Linked DNA regions of Mus musculus: region 1 is linked to region 2. Evidence: chromatin contacts called from public HiChIP or PLAC-seq data. All regions are on one chromosome and are shown on one strand. The core of a region is the stretch at or near the end of the contact, and the rest is flanking DNA. Distances in the headings are between cores, read along the strand shown.

Region 1 (6,673 bases), core at 2,141-4,640, 870 kb before region 2:
GCTGACCATACCCTGGTGATTTGCTGAGATCTTGTACTAGGTATTTCTCCATGGCCTTAGGTGTCCTAATCTTTGTGATTGCTGGAGTATTGTAGTCATCTGGGATATGTCCTCATAGCCCTAGGTACCTGTCCCCTTGGTGATTACTGGGGTATTGCAATCAGCTGGGATATGTCCTCATACCCCTAGGAAATCAGATTCTTTTTTTGTTCTTAAAAAAATGTTTCTTGGAGCTTTTCTCTTAGGAAACTGGTGCCATGTTTTCTGTTGATCATACAAATCAACTATTTTCAGTGAAATTATTTGCCAGATCTCCTGCCCTTGTGCCCAATTTAATCCCAACAACACACACCCATATTATTTGAAGACCTTGAGATTCTCAGGACACTTTTTCAGTTGGTGAAAGGTTACTTCTAAGACAACATCATCTTATCTCACTAGCAGCATATGGAACACACATTAAATTTATTTCTCCCCTAGATGAGTGGGGACTCCTTGTACAATGGCCTTATAGTCTCTGCTTCACTGGGACTTATCTATCACCCGGGCAACATGGGCTTCAGGGATGTAAAGAATGGATGTACACAGCTGGCTCCCAGCCCCCATATTGTCTTAGGCCCATTCCTCACAACCCACTCTGGAACCTGAGAAATGCTTCATGAATTTTCAGCTTGAAACTGAAAGGCCCACTGACAGTATATAATGCCTGAGCTACCAACATCTCCCTGTGCTTCTGTCTTGCAACAAACTTTTGAGGATTAAGGCTTATATTTATTCACAGTCCACTAGGCACACTGTAGACTCCATATAGACACAGCTCCTACATTATCCTAGGTATGAGTTGGAATATATCTAGAATCTAAGTTCCCTATTCTTTAAACTAAACAAAACCACCCTCTGCCACAGCTATTACCATCACTGTTATTGACGTCTGCTACTCATTGAACAGTCCCTTGTGCTGGGAATTTCTCTAGGCACTCTTGCTGAATGATCTCATGTTTTAAATTTTTTATTTATGATTTATTTTTATTTTTTATGTGTATGGGTGTTTTGCTGCATGTATAGCTGTGTTCCATGTGCATGCCTGGTGCCAGAAGACAGTGTCAGATCTCCTAAGACTGGAGTAACAGATCTTGTGAGCTACCGTGTGGGTAGCTAGATATTGAAAATGGGTCTTCTTGCAGAGCAGCCAGTGCTACTAACCACTGAGATTTCTCTTCAGCCCCTGAATAATCTCATTTTATATTCCAGTCACCTCAAAAGCCAGGTACTATATTTAGCACCACCTTGAAAGCAAAAGGGCTTTGGGGTGTTCCATGTCCCACAGTCTCAGCATGAGCAACTCATGGTTTGGGCTCTGAAAACCATACCATACTTCAACTGAACCTGCATTACCTTCTCCTCACAGTAGTGACAACCTGCACCGAAGAGTCACCCCTCCTTCCACAGCCCCAGTCCTCCTAAGCAGGACTATCAGTCCAGAACGATAGATACAGCACACTTACTGTGGGACAGACTGCTGCAGGTTCCTTAGTCCCTTCTGTTCACCAGAAATGTCTCTAATCCTTGCCCAAGATCCATCCCAAGGTTTCCATGCGCAATGACCAAGACTGTTTTATCTATTCCCCTCTTCTCCCTCCGTCCCTCTTCCTCCTGTTCTCCCTCCCCCTCCCTCTTCCTTCCCCATCTGGTGTGTTCAGACACACTTGCATGTGCATGTAAGTATAAGTGTCATTTTTCAGGAAACACCCATCCTGTTTTTTGAGACAAGGTCTCTACCTGAGCTGACTATACCAGCCTCAGAGTAAGACCAACCAGCCTCAGAGACCTTCCTGTCTCCACTTCCTAAGTGTTGAGATCACAAATACGCACCATCATATTCTATATGGGTTTACAAAATTTCTGTGGAGAACTGATTTTCAGAGGTGAGAATCAAAAATATACATATAAGTAGCTGTAGACTCGTTGGAATATCAGTAGCACATCTGTTTGTCCCTGTTCATACTCTGAATTATAAAACGCTCACCATGTCTATTAAAGAGAAACTTCCCTCCTTTTAGAGTTTGGTTCAGGACTGTCCCTTACAGGTGCCTGTGATAAAGGCTTGGTCCCCATCTTGGTGCTATGGAATCTAACAGTTTGGGCCAAGTAGGAGATCTCTAGGCCACTGCAGTGCGTTTCACAAGGGACTAGAATGACCTCAGTCCCCTTTTTTAATGTCTTATCACAGGTGAACAATTTGTTTCTGTATATTTCTCCTTACTTCAGGCCTAGAGAAATAAGGCCAAGTAACTGTTGTCCAAAACTGAGCCAAAATAAACATATCCTCTCCATATATTGATTGTCTCAGGTATTTACTACACTTTGGGAAAACTGACAGACATATCTAACAGGAGGATGCTGCCACTTGCTCTTGAGTGTGTGAACAGGTTGAGTACTCCTTTTCACTAGGTGACTGCCCATTCTCTCCTCCCTGTGAGCAGATCAAAGCCTAGAGCCAGAAGTCATTTTCACAGGAAGGAACAGAAAGGTAGCATTATTCACACTGAGTTCACACCAGTTCTCACCTGAACTGCACTTGTGCTGGTGACAGCGTTTTCAGGGTTGTGTGTTAGGAATAAGCAACAGTCTCAGGGCTGTGTGTCTAGGGAATATGATTTTGCGTGGCCTGAAAGCCTTTTGTTTTGCTGCTCTCCCATAACATTCCAGCCCAGATTTCCCCTTAGCCTGATATTTGGGAGGTTATGTGGAATGAGAGGACCTATGGAGTAGGATTTTCATGAATGAATTGATGACAGAGACTAAAAATTACAACCTCCCAAATGCCATGTATGAGCAACATGTAAACAGTCTTTAATTATCACCTGCAGGGGTGGGGTCACAGAGTGTCACCTGCTAAGCAGAGTCTGGGGTCTGGAAGACAGATGGGGATCTCTGCTCAAACATGATTTCTTCTACACCGAGCCAGCTGGTAATGTCAGTGTCTTCTCTAGTTGGCCTGTTACTGTGATGACAGAGTAATCACTCTAATTTCTATACTGAAACACAGTCAATACTCACTCTGCAGTGTGGATAGAGAGCTGGTAGGGGCAGCTCAACCACAGGTCATGTAGTTTGGATGGGTGGGGGTGTTGGTTGGTGGCGGGCAAGTGTGGAGCGTGCATGATACCCTGGGTATAATCTCTGGCACTCAGAAATAAAATCTACAAAGAGTAGCAGGGTTTCATCAAGCTTTTGTGTGTGTGTGTGTGTGTGTGTGTGTGTGTGTGTGTGTGTGTCTTTGTCCCCCTCCAATAGACACAGCAGAAAGTTTCCATACAGAAAGAATATCTGAATCTAAGTGGCAATGTGGTGACACAGGAAGTCTGCTGATGAAGAAGTGGCCTAGTGACTTCTGACAGCAAACCCATATAAAAACTTCACATTTTAATGTTGTTATCCTCTCTCCACCCAGCACAAGACTTACGATTAGACTTTTAATCAAGTCCTTCTAACCTGCTCCTTCCTGCCCTCTCAGTTCCTGTGATAGGCAGACTCCTTCCTGGGCTCTTCCTGTTTGGACTCTTGGCATAAGAGCTGAGGCTCCTGACCTGCCTTGGGCCAAGTTTTCAAAGCCTCCCCCACTCCCCTGAGTCTGTAAACAGGAAAGGTTTCCTCTGAGATTGAGGTTTCTTCTTGGTCCTCAGATGGCTGTAGGATAAGGACTTCCCATTGCCTGCCATGAAAGCCTTCCAATTTAGATTCACTAGAGGGAATGCTCACAGGGATACATGACAGAGAGGCCAGGCCTTGCCAGGGAGGACAACGCCTGAAGACAGGCTATAGGAGGAATGGGTGAAGTGTTGGTTACATTAAAGAGGTGGATCCTAGAGAAACAAAGGTCTCCCAGTAGTGGCTTAGGCTGAGGAAGCAGGGGATTCACAGCTACAGTTACAGGAGGCAAATGGATCAGATTTCAGTTCAGCTTGAGAGGGAACCCCAGAGATGCAAGGAGTGATCTAGCAACCTAAGTATCACAGGTTTGGAGCTAAAGACCACCTATGCCCTCAGAGTGAGCAAGCACTCTGTTTTTAGGAAAGGGGTTCAATTCATTCATGAAAATCCTAGTGCTATGAACATAGTGGAGCATACGTACTTGGTATGCACTGGAGCATCTTTTGGGTATAAGTCAGAGACACTCATCCATAAAAAGGACTGATTTATGTGTGTTTTCAGTTTGGCTGTGTTATAGTTGCAGCTAATGTTTCCAAAGTTGGATGACATCTTTGTCTAAGGCATCTAACCTTTTCATCTGTGGTTTCATTAGAATCTCTTTCATTCAGGAAAAAAAAATATATATATATTTTTAATTTTTAAGACATCGGTAAGAAGGACACATGCTCCACTACGTTCATAGCAGTCTTATTTATAATAGCCAGAAGCTGGAAAGAACCCAGATGTCCCTCAACAGAGGAATGGATACAGAAAATGTGGTACATTTACACAATGGAGTACTACTCAGCTATTAAAAAGAATGAATTTATGAAATTCCTAGGCAAATGGATGGACCTGGAGGGCATCATCCTGAGTGAGGTAACCCAATCACAAAAGAACTCACATGATATGTACTCACTGATAAGTGGATATTAGCCCAGAAACTTAGGATACCCAAGATATAAGATACAATTTGCTAAACACATGAAACTCAAGAAGAACGAAGACCAAAGTGTGAACACTTTGCCCCTTCTTAGAATTGGGAACAAAACACCCATGGAAAGAGCTGAGACGAAAGGATGGACCATCTAGAGACTACCATATCCAGGGATCTATCCCATAATCAGCCTCCAAATGCTGACACCATTGCATACACTAGCAAGATTTTGCTGAAAGGACCCTGATATAACTGTCTCCTGTGAGGCTATGCCGGGGCCTAGCAAGCACAGAAGTGGATGCTCACAGTCAGCTATTGGATGGATCACAAGGCCCCAATGGAGGAGCTAGAGAAAGTACCCAAGGAGCTAAAGGGATCTGCAACCCTATAGGTGGAACAACAATATGAACTAACCAGTACTCCCCAGAGCTCGTGTCTCTAGCTGCATATGTATCAGAAGATGGCCTAGTCGGCCATCAGTGGAAAGAGAGGCCCATTGGTCGTGCCAACTTTATATGCCTCAGTACAGGGGAATGCCAGGGCCAAGAAGTGGGAGTGGGTGGGTAGGAGAGTGGGGGGAGGCATGGGGGATTTTTGGGATAGCACTGGAAATGTAAATGAAGAAAATACCTAATTAAAAAAAAATGACAGAGTCTCCAGTATCTCAGGCCACACTTGAGTTTGCTATGTAGCTAAGAGATTTCAGGTATGTGCCACCACACTTGGTTTATGTGGTCCTGAGAATGGAACCCAGGGCTTCCTACATACTCCATGAGCACTCTACTAACTGAGATAATCCCTATCCCCTATTTTGCATTTATTTTTTGATGGTTCACCTATCAAGAGTGAATGGAGGAAGCCATCAAAGCCTTTTATGCTTTTTCTAAATTGGAAGACAAAATGGGAGAGCTTCAGGTCCAGCAGCTCTAGGTCAGAGGGTCACAGTCTATGAGAAGGAAAGAAATGTAAAAAGGCTCATACTGGGTACCAGCTTAGAAGACAAGTACTTTATGCTTCACTTGGAGCAGTTACCATCTTGGGCTGTAAAATATGTTAACGAGTACTGCCTCCCTTGTTGGCTGTGACACTGTTGTGAACAACAAACTAGGCAGTGTGCAGCTCCAGTGTCTGCCTTGGTATTGTGTAATACACAAAAGGGGGCTTTCTGTATGGCAGTCGGCAATATTGTCATGGAGATGAGAAACTAAAAGGAGCAGCTTTTGTTTTCTCTACATTACGAGACTCTTTTTCCTCTGAGATATGATGGAGGGACTCAAGCAGGTCATAGGAGGGAGGAAGCACTTCCTGTGTGGTACATGGCTGTTCTGGGGGAACAACTAAATACAATTTGGTTCATACATAAACAAAGGCCCAAACGGCCGAGAGCAACTGAAACACATTATAGTAATTAGTTTAGGAGTTGACCCAAGACATGTTCTCATTAAAATTCTTTCTATTTTTGGTTTCCATTCCGTCATCTTCCTCTGATTTACTTTATTGGACTGGAACCCCTGCCCCAGATGAACCATGCCACTTCTGGGGGAAGGGTTAAAAAAGAAGAAGAAGAAAAAAGTGGAGAGTGAGGGAGAAAATAGGATTGGGAGAGACCCTCAGACAGTTGCCTTCCACGAGCTCTCTCAGCATCTCTTCCTGCTCTGTGAGACCCTGAAGATCTCTGCTAAAAGGCCCCATTCACTTAGTCACTCCCTATTTTTATTAGTCTTCAGTACCCAAGGCCCTGAAACTCAAGTGCATATTGCCTGTCCCTGAGCAGCCATCCCAATGACATTATCCCAGTCAAGCATTGAGATGATCTAGGTCTTTCATGACATCCTCTGAAATGAAATGAAAATAACTTCATGGCAGCCAGAGGCCACATGACTGACACTCGGTCCTTGACTTGACCCTATTTATTCACATTCCAGTTCCTTCTGGGTGGGAGTCTCTAAAGCTATGTGTGATCTTCCAAGTACTTGGCTGGTGCTCAAAAGCTTCTAGAAAGATACTCATTGCTGTTTTCAGGTTGTCCATCCACCACAAGTT
Region 2 (6,547 bases), core at 720-3,219:
AGTGGCTAGTGCTCTTCCCATACACACATGGTGCCTTACAACTGTCTGTAACTCCAGTTTCAGAGGATCTGGGGCCTTGTCCTGACCTCCACAAGCACCAGGCAGGCATATGGTACACATTCATATAGGCAGACAAACACTCATAAGCATAGAATAAAATAAATAAATAAAAAACAAATGAAAAGCATATTATATGCCTGTAGAAAAAAGTCTTAATGAAATCCGTTATTATATATCGCTAAATGTGCTAATAAAAACCTTAGATGCAAAATCTGTATTAAATTATTGATGCCTTAAAATATACATAAAATAAGTCACCACCTTCCTCTATCGTTAAAAAAAGCTCTAAACCATATTTGTATCAAAAGCCACAAAACAATTATAATTTCTATTTATATTTCTGCATTCAGCATACTTTTTAAAGTATAACATTTTATGATCGTATGACCAACACCAGTAAGTGGATATTAAAGGCACAACCCATGGGCTCATTATCTACCTGGTGGTCTCAGAGAAGAAAAGATTACAAAGTATCTAAGTCAAGAGTCTTGAGCCCTGTTCTTTCGTCAACACTGGCATCAGGAAGGTTCCTCATTCTTAGGTCCAGCATCCCATTTCACACTTGTAAGTATCTAAAAAGCACAAAGTAATCTGAGTAAGTGGGCTTCCCCACCCTAACAACAAATCTCCCTGCAACACTGGAAACACTGGAAAACTGGAAACACTGGAACACTGGAAAACACTGGAACACTGCAACACTGGAAACTCTATGGGTAGAACACTATGAAATTTACAGGGAACTTTTCAGATGTACGCATGCAGCTGGGACATCAGTGCTCCTAAACACTGCAAGCAGCTTACCCTTATCTCCCAGTACCACTGCCTTCCCACAGTGACTGATGCTTGGAGTCACCAGCCTCACATAAACTAGGTCTCTGCATTATTGTCCACAGCCATCCCCACTGCTGGTAGAGACAGGAAACTGTGTGGAGCCCAGATCAATAGACATGTCAACAGTAAGCTGCCTAATCTAATTCAGCCTATCTCATCTTGGGGCCCAGAGTCTGCAGTCTGCTCTTAGTGCCTTCTGGCAGGAAATGGTTTGGTAGGTTTAGCCTTCAGAAGTTTATCCTCTAGGCTCTTGGATGTTTACTCAGAGAACGGAGATCTCAAATGTCTTTGAAATGGCAGTGATATACACTGGGCATGTTTGACTTCCCCTGTGTGTAAAACTAAACCTGTGACTCCCCTATTCATATAAATAAATGAATGAATAAATGGATAAATGTGTGTGTGTGTGTGTGTGTGTGTATATATATACACACACACATACAGTTTTTCTGATTCTTTGAGTATTTCACATAATATATTTTGAACTTAATCGCCTCCCTTGCCTCCTTCCTGACCTTTGACCCTTCATGGGAAATTGCTTGGGTACATTCCAAGGTTCAGAATTACCTGAGTTTTTAAACTTATTTCCCTTCCCATCCCATGACATCTTTCTGAAAAGGAAGGGCTCTTCATTTAACATGAGTTTTTCTCTCTTCTTTCACTGCACTGGACAAATGCCTTTCCAGGTCACGAAGTCTCAGATCATGAAGTATGAAGTTCAGTCATGCTTCTTCAGACTTGTGGGGAGCTAGAAATAGTGGGCTGGCTCAGAAGATTATGACTGGCATCCATCACGTCTGGCTTTCCCCCAAGACACTATCAATCATGGGTTAGAGCAAGCCTGTTCTGTCAGAGTCTGTCCTGAACTCCTTATTAGCACATGCAGGATGGTTCGCGTTGTCTCTGTCACCTGGGCACTAATGTTAGCAGCACCAGGACAAACTATGCTTCTATTATTGGCAAATGAAGGGTTCGTGTCCTCACTTCCCACACTTGTGAACACACACACCCTCTTGTGCAAGCCTCAGAACTTCCCCAAGTCTGTGAAAAGGCTGACTCCCCAGCACTGCAGCCTTCACAGGATTCTAGCAGGTGTTCCTGACTGTGTGACCTCACTGTGTGCAAAGCACTGTGGGAAGGGGAACACTGAGGCCATGCCCGAAGCCTGTGTTAAGGCTAGGGAAGACTGGCATGAAGGTGACAAGCTGATGGATGCAATTTAAAATGACACAAAAGAAAAGTTTACACTAGGGAGTCCTAAAGACCACAAGCCTTGAGGGGGGAGGGGCGGGTTTGTGGTTAGTCCCACATTAGTGTGGTCACAGGGGCAGCCATGTTTGGGTTCAGATATGAGACATTCACTGAATTTCTGTCTGAGATCAGGCTTTATTCCAAGCACCAGATCAACTGCTGTGTTGAAGATAAACCCTATACTGCCTCATGGCATCCACAGCTGCAAAAGGGCAGGTGGAGAGCCATCAAGAAATTAACAATATGGCTTCAGAGCTTGCTGAGAGCTTTAAGGGTAGAGTGCAGTACTGAGAGGGTTAGGTGGGGATTGAAGAAATGACCTCAGAGCCAGGTTTGAAGCAACTTCATATGTCAAACCTGGACTTTTCTTCCCCCATGATGTTGCCCTGAAGGTTTACCTGGAGAACCAAGAGCAGGAAAGACACCACATAGAATCAACCTCCCATGCACTATACTATTCTGGAAAGCTCTATAGAACAGATATGACTTACTTGAGTTGCTATTCTTTATAGGAGGGTTGGCACATAGTACTGTGTTCTTGTTGTTAGATGGATGAAGGGAGGAACAGAAGGGAAAACAATAAACCTCATGAGGAACCCATATTAACCAACCCTCAGGAAGAGGGAGGACCAGAGGACCACACTGCTGATGGTGAAGGCCGATGGCCACCCTCACCCGGCCCCTTCTGTATCATCCGTTATGGTAAATGGTGACCTCATGGAGCACTGAAACTCTCCATTCACAAGTGAACATGCAGAGCACAAACACGCCCTGGTTAACAGGGAGGTGAGGAGCACTTGGACCTGATTCACCTGGTGCCAGGTAAGCAATAAGCTCACAGTGTTCACAGGCTGCTGGACTAGGTAGAGAGTAACATAACTGGAATTTCATTCTGGTTCCTTTAAGAATCTCTTCATGCAGCTGTCCAGGCTGTACACTGTCTAGATCACAGTATCAGTCTGTAATTGAGGTAACAATTCTGTAGCAAACAGTAACTCTGGGTTTAAAAAGATGCCCACGAATGGTAAATGATGTTTGTGAAAACAGGTGCCTTCTCAAATTGATACAAAAAGAATGCCCTGTTGCCTATTAATGGAGCTGATGACAGGTGTGTAGAATTCAAAAGAGGTGGGAGCAAAACTGTGCATGCTGGGGCACAGCTCATATCCATTGTCCAAGTGTCACTGTGCCTTGGATCTGCCGAGTCTACCAGTCAACACTGAGTATGCTTCAAGTTACCAGAGGATTTGGGGAATTGGTTAAAGGTACCATAGCATTCCCAAGAGCCCACACGATCACCGTTATTAGGTTTGTTGGGAGACAGTGTCTCCTTTCTCTTTATAATGCCCAGGGTTACTTCTAAGTCTCAAGCCTCCCAAGTGCTAGGTTTACAGTGTGAGCCACCCAACCTAGCTGAAAGCCTATCTTAAATGCTTCTGTTAAAAATAAAAACCCAGTGTCTGGGGCACTGGTTTGGTGGGTAGAGTCGTCACCCAGTATACACAAAGCCCTAAGTTTTATCTCCAGCACCACAGGTATCATGCTTAGCTATATTGGGAATTTAGGGATAGCCTGAGCTACATGAGATCCTGTCTCAAAAATGAAACAATACAACACAAACAAAAGTCAAAATCCATTACAGGTTTATACATTTTTAGTTTCCTTTTTTTTTTTTTTTTTTTTTTTTGGCAGATAGGTCTATCCATGTAAAACAAAAACCATAATAGTACAGTTAGTTACCTTTCTCTCTGGATTTCCAGGTAAGTTCAGCTTCTCTTGTTCTCTAAAGTTAATTATAGAAGGTGAGAGGGCCCAGAGCCCATCTGTGGCAAAGATATAGCAGAAAAGTCCTACTATGGATGTCTAGAGCAGTGGTTCTCAATCTGTGGGTCACAATACCTTTGGGGGTCACATATCAGATATCTTGCATATCAGATATTTATATTACTATTTGTAACATTAGCAAAATTTGTTATGAAGTAGCAATGAAATTATTTTATGGTTGGGAGTCACCACAACATGAGGAACTAACTGTATTAAAGGGTCACAGCATTAAGAAGGAAGATGGTTGCGAACCACTGTTCTAGAGGAACAGAATGGGAGCTAACTCCATTAGCAGAAATAAAGTGGAAATTCTAGGGGCAGTGGTTGCATGCACGTATTATGTTACATATTTTAAATGATGACTAAAACTCGGTAGAAACCTATCATTGCTGCTCTCTCCTACACTGAAGGACTAAGCTGCCACACCCCTCATTACAAAACAAAGGCCCTTTTGCAGGTACAAAGCTCAACAGGGACTGTCTTAATTGGGCTGGTAATGGGAACTAGCTGAAGACAGTCCCTGTTCATAGCAGGTCTCTGGAGACGTTAGCACTCCATAGACTGCAGTCTGAAATTTCTCACTGAGCCTGTCTCCAGCTGTCCCCTAGCTTTGACATTAGCCTTATAGATCACCTCTAAGTCAATCATTTTGTTTCCATCAAAGGTCACGTTGAATTGCTTCCTGCCTCTGTGAGCCTCTTGCTTTGCTCTACAGTAGTAATAATGTGCTTAAATTAAGACTTTGGCACTGTAATGAGTTATACAATTTGAAAGCAAAACACTCCCATTTCTACCCTAAGATCTTCTCAACCAGAGGCAAGGGGACCTCCTGTGGCCACAAGGGAACAGAGTGGCTGCTGGAAGCCTCCATGGCTGGAAGCATAGTCAGATAAATGACTTGCAAATTAAAAGAAACATTTTCATGGCTCAGTGTGGCAGCCTGCTTTTGGGGATATAAGGTTAAAAGTGAACAATAAACCTTTTAAGGTTATTGAGAGTAAATTATTAACACACTTCACCTTCCGTTTGTCCTTTCTGGCATCCCAGAGATTACTGATGGCTGCCCCACTCCTACAACTTGTAAATCAAAGGAGATCTTTACAGCACAAGGCCAGCTGATTAAAATGTTCTGCCACAGGGGACCAACAGAGACAACAGGAGTGGCAGCCTGCTTTGTGTGTGTGTTTGTATATGTTTGTATGTGGAGGTGGGTGGGTGTGGTTTTAATCTTCTTTCTTTCTTTTTTTTTTAAACTTTTAAAATATGGAGCTTGTGAAAGCTTTTGAAAAAATATGTTGTTAAAATTGTGAGCTTTCATCTCTGGAAGTAGCCCAGAGGATCAATTCCATCTATGAAATCTCCTTACAATATTCAAAATAATGAGCATGGCTCTCCACTCAGGCACAGGTGGCATCCCGTAACCTCGAATGCATCTTACTGGGAGGGCTTTGTGCAAACCTGAACAGTTTCAGGGGGCTGGCAACTGACTTAGCAGGGAGCAGAATTTTCTTTTAGCCCACAAAGCTCTATATACCTGAAGAGGGGAACCCACCATGAAACCTTCCCCAACCTTCCCCAAGGAGAACTCCTCAGGTAACCAGAGGTGCAAATAGGACTTGGGCTTTGTTTGCAGGCTCCTGTGTTTTGTGCCTTTTATAAGAAGGTGGCTCTCTGGCTGAGTGAGATGATTATGCCTGCCCTGACCCAGGCCCCTGGACTGCCCCTTTAAATGAGACCACCTGGGAGGAAGCCAACAAAGGCCAGGGGTGGGGATCAGGAATGGGAATAGACCACCTCTGGGAGCCACACAGGACCAGCCCAAGAGATCTAACTGAAGGGCCAACCCAAAGCAGAACAGCTCTAGTCTCCCTTATTCCCGGTCATTCATAGACTGGCTAGTAACCTATCTCTGAACTTGGGCTATATCAAGTGTTTATGAAGTATATGTGCACAGGCCAAGGAGATCTTGGCAATGAACATGACTGGCCTGCATCTCTGTCACTTTATGGATGTTCTCCATCCTTGAAAACCCAAGATTCCACAATTCCAGTGGGTCCAGGAAGCATGCATGGAGCAGTCCCTCAGTCTCCTTTTCTTGAGAACCGGAACTTGCTTTTTTTTTCACTTGACAAGTATAATATGTATTTATGATTGATGGGGAGATACTCCTATAGGTGTCTACACTGCAGGGCAACCAGATCGCATACATCTATTTCTTCTTGGTGAAAGCCAGTGGTAGCTACTCTTCTTTCAATGAAGCCATGGAGTGCAGAGAAGGGCTGCAGATGCCTGGGAAGTGTGCCGGTCACAGACCCCTGGAGCATCCTTTTCTAACAATGCATCACACCCCTGAATTGATCAACTGTGTTAAAGACAAAAGCACAGACAGGGGATCAGCCAGCAGCAGCTACTTTCCTTTTCAATCATCCTTACTCTTCTATAGGCTAAAAACAGATGAGATGGGAGGGCTGAGTTACTTCTGTGCAGCTCTGATGGCACCACCATGTGTGGGTAACAGAAGCTAGGAGAGCAAACGCCATGATTCCAAAAGACACCACATCCTAGTTAGCTTGTCCTCTTT

The links. HiChIP or PLAC-seq counts read pairs in DNA pulled down with a chosen protein or histone mark.
Region 1: a contact with region 2 is called in an H3K27ac HiChIP or PLAC-seq map of T-cell acute lymphoblastic leukemia, with 8 times the contacts expected there. The contact joins two enhancer-like sites. A contact is called at or near these places in 3 of 484 Hi-C or Micro-C datasets (CD4 T cells, bone marrow-derived macrophages and nephron progenitors) and 6 of 115 datasets of contacts at active chromatin or transcription factors (T-cell acute lymphoblastic leukemia, bone marrow-derived dendritic cells, bone marrow-derived macrophages and 2 more).

The regions. Positions count from the first base shown.
Region 1 is chr8:128,384,333-128,391,005 of GRCm38.p6, reverse strand. All of the region lies in intron 2 of Nrp1 (neuropilin 1), which reads right to left. Among named protein-coding and RNA genes, the nearest start is that of Mir1903, 28 kb to the right of the region's middle. Within about 2 kb of position 3,390, at least 25 of the 459 cell types and tissues checked have an H3K27ac peak or open chromatin away from gene starts, as enhancers often do. A contact at or near this core is called in T-cell acute lymphoblastic leukemia, where this site is marked.
Region 2 is chr8:127,510,688-127,517,234 of GRCm38.p6, reverse strand. All of the region lies in intron 22 of Pard3 (par-3 family cell polarity regulator), which reads right to left. Among named protein-coding and RNA genes, the nearest start is that of Gm51558, 39 kb to the right of the region's middle. Within about 2 kb of position 1,969, at least 49 of the 459 cell types and tissues checked have an H3K27ac peak or open chromatin away from gene starts, as enhancers often do. A contact at or near this core is called in T-cell acute lymphoblastic leukemia, where this site is marked.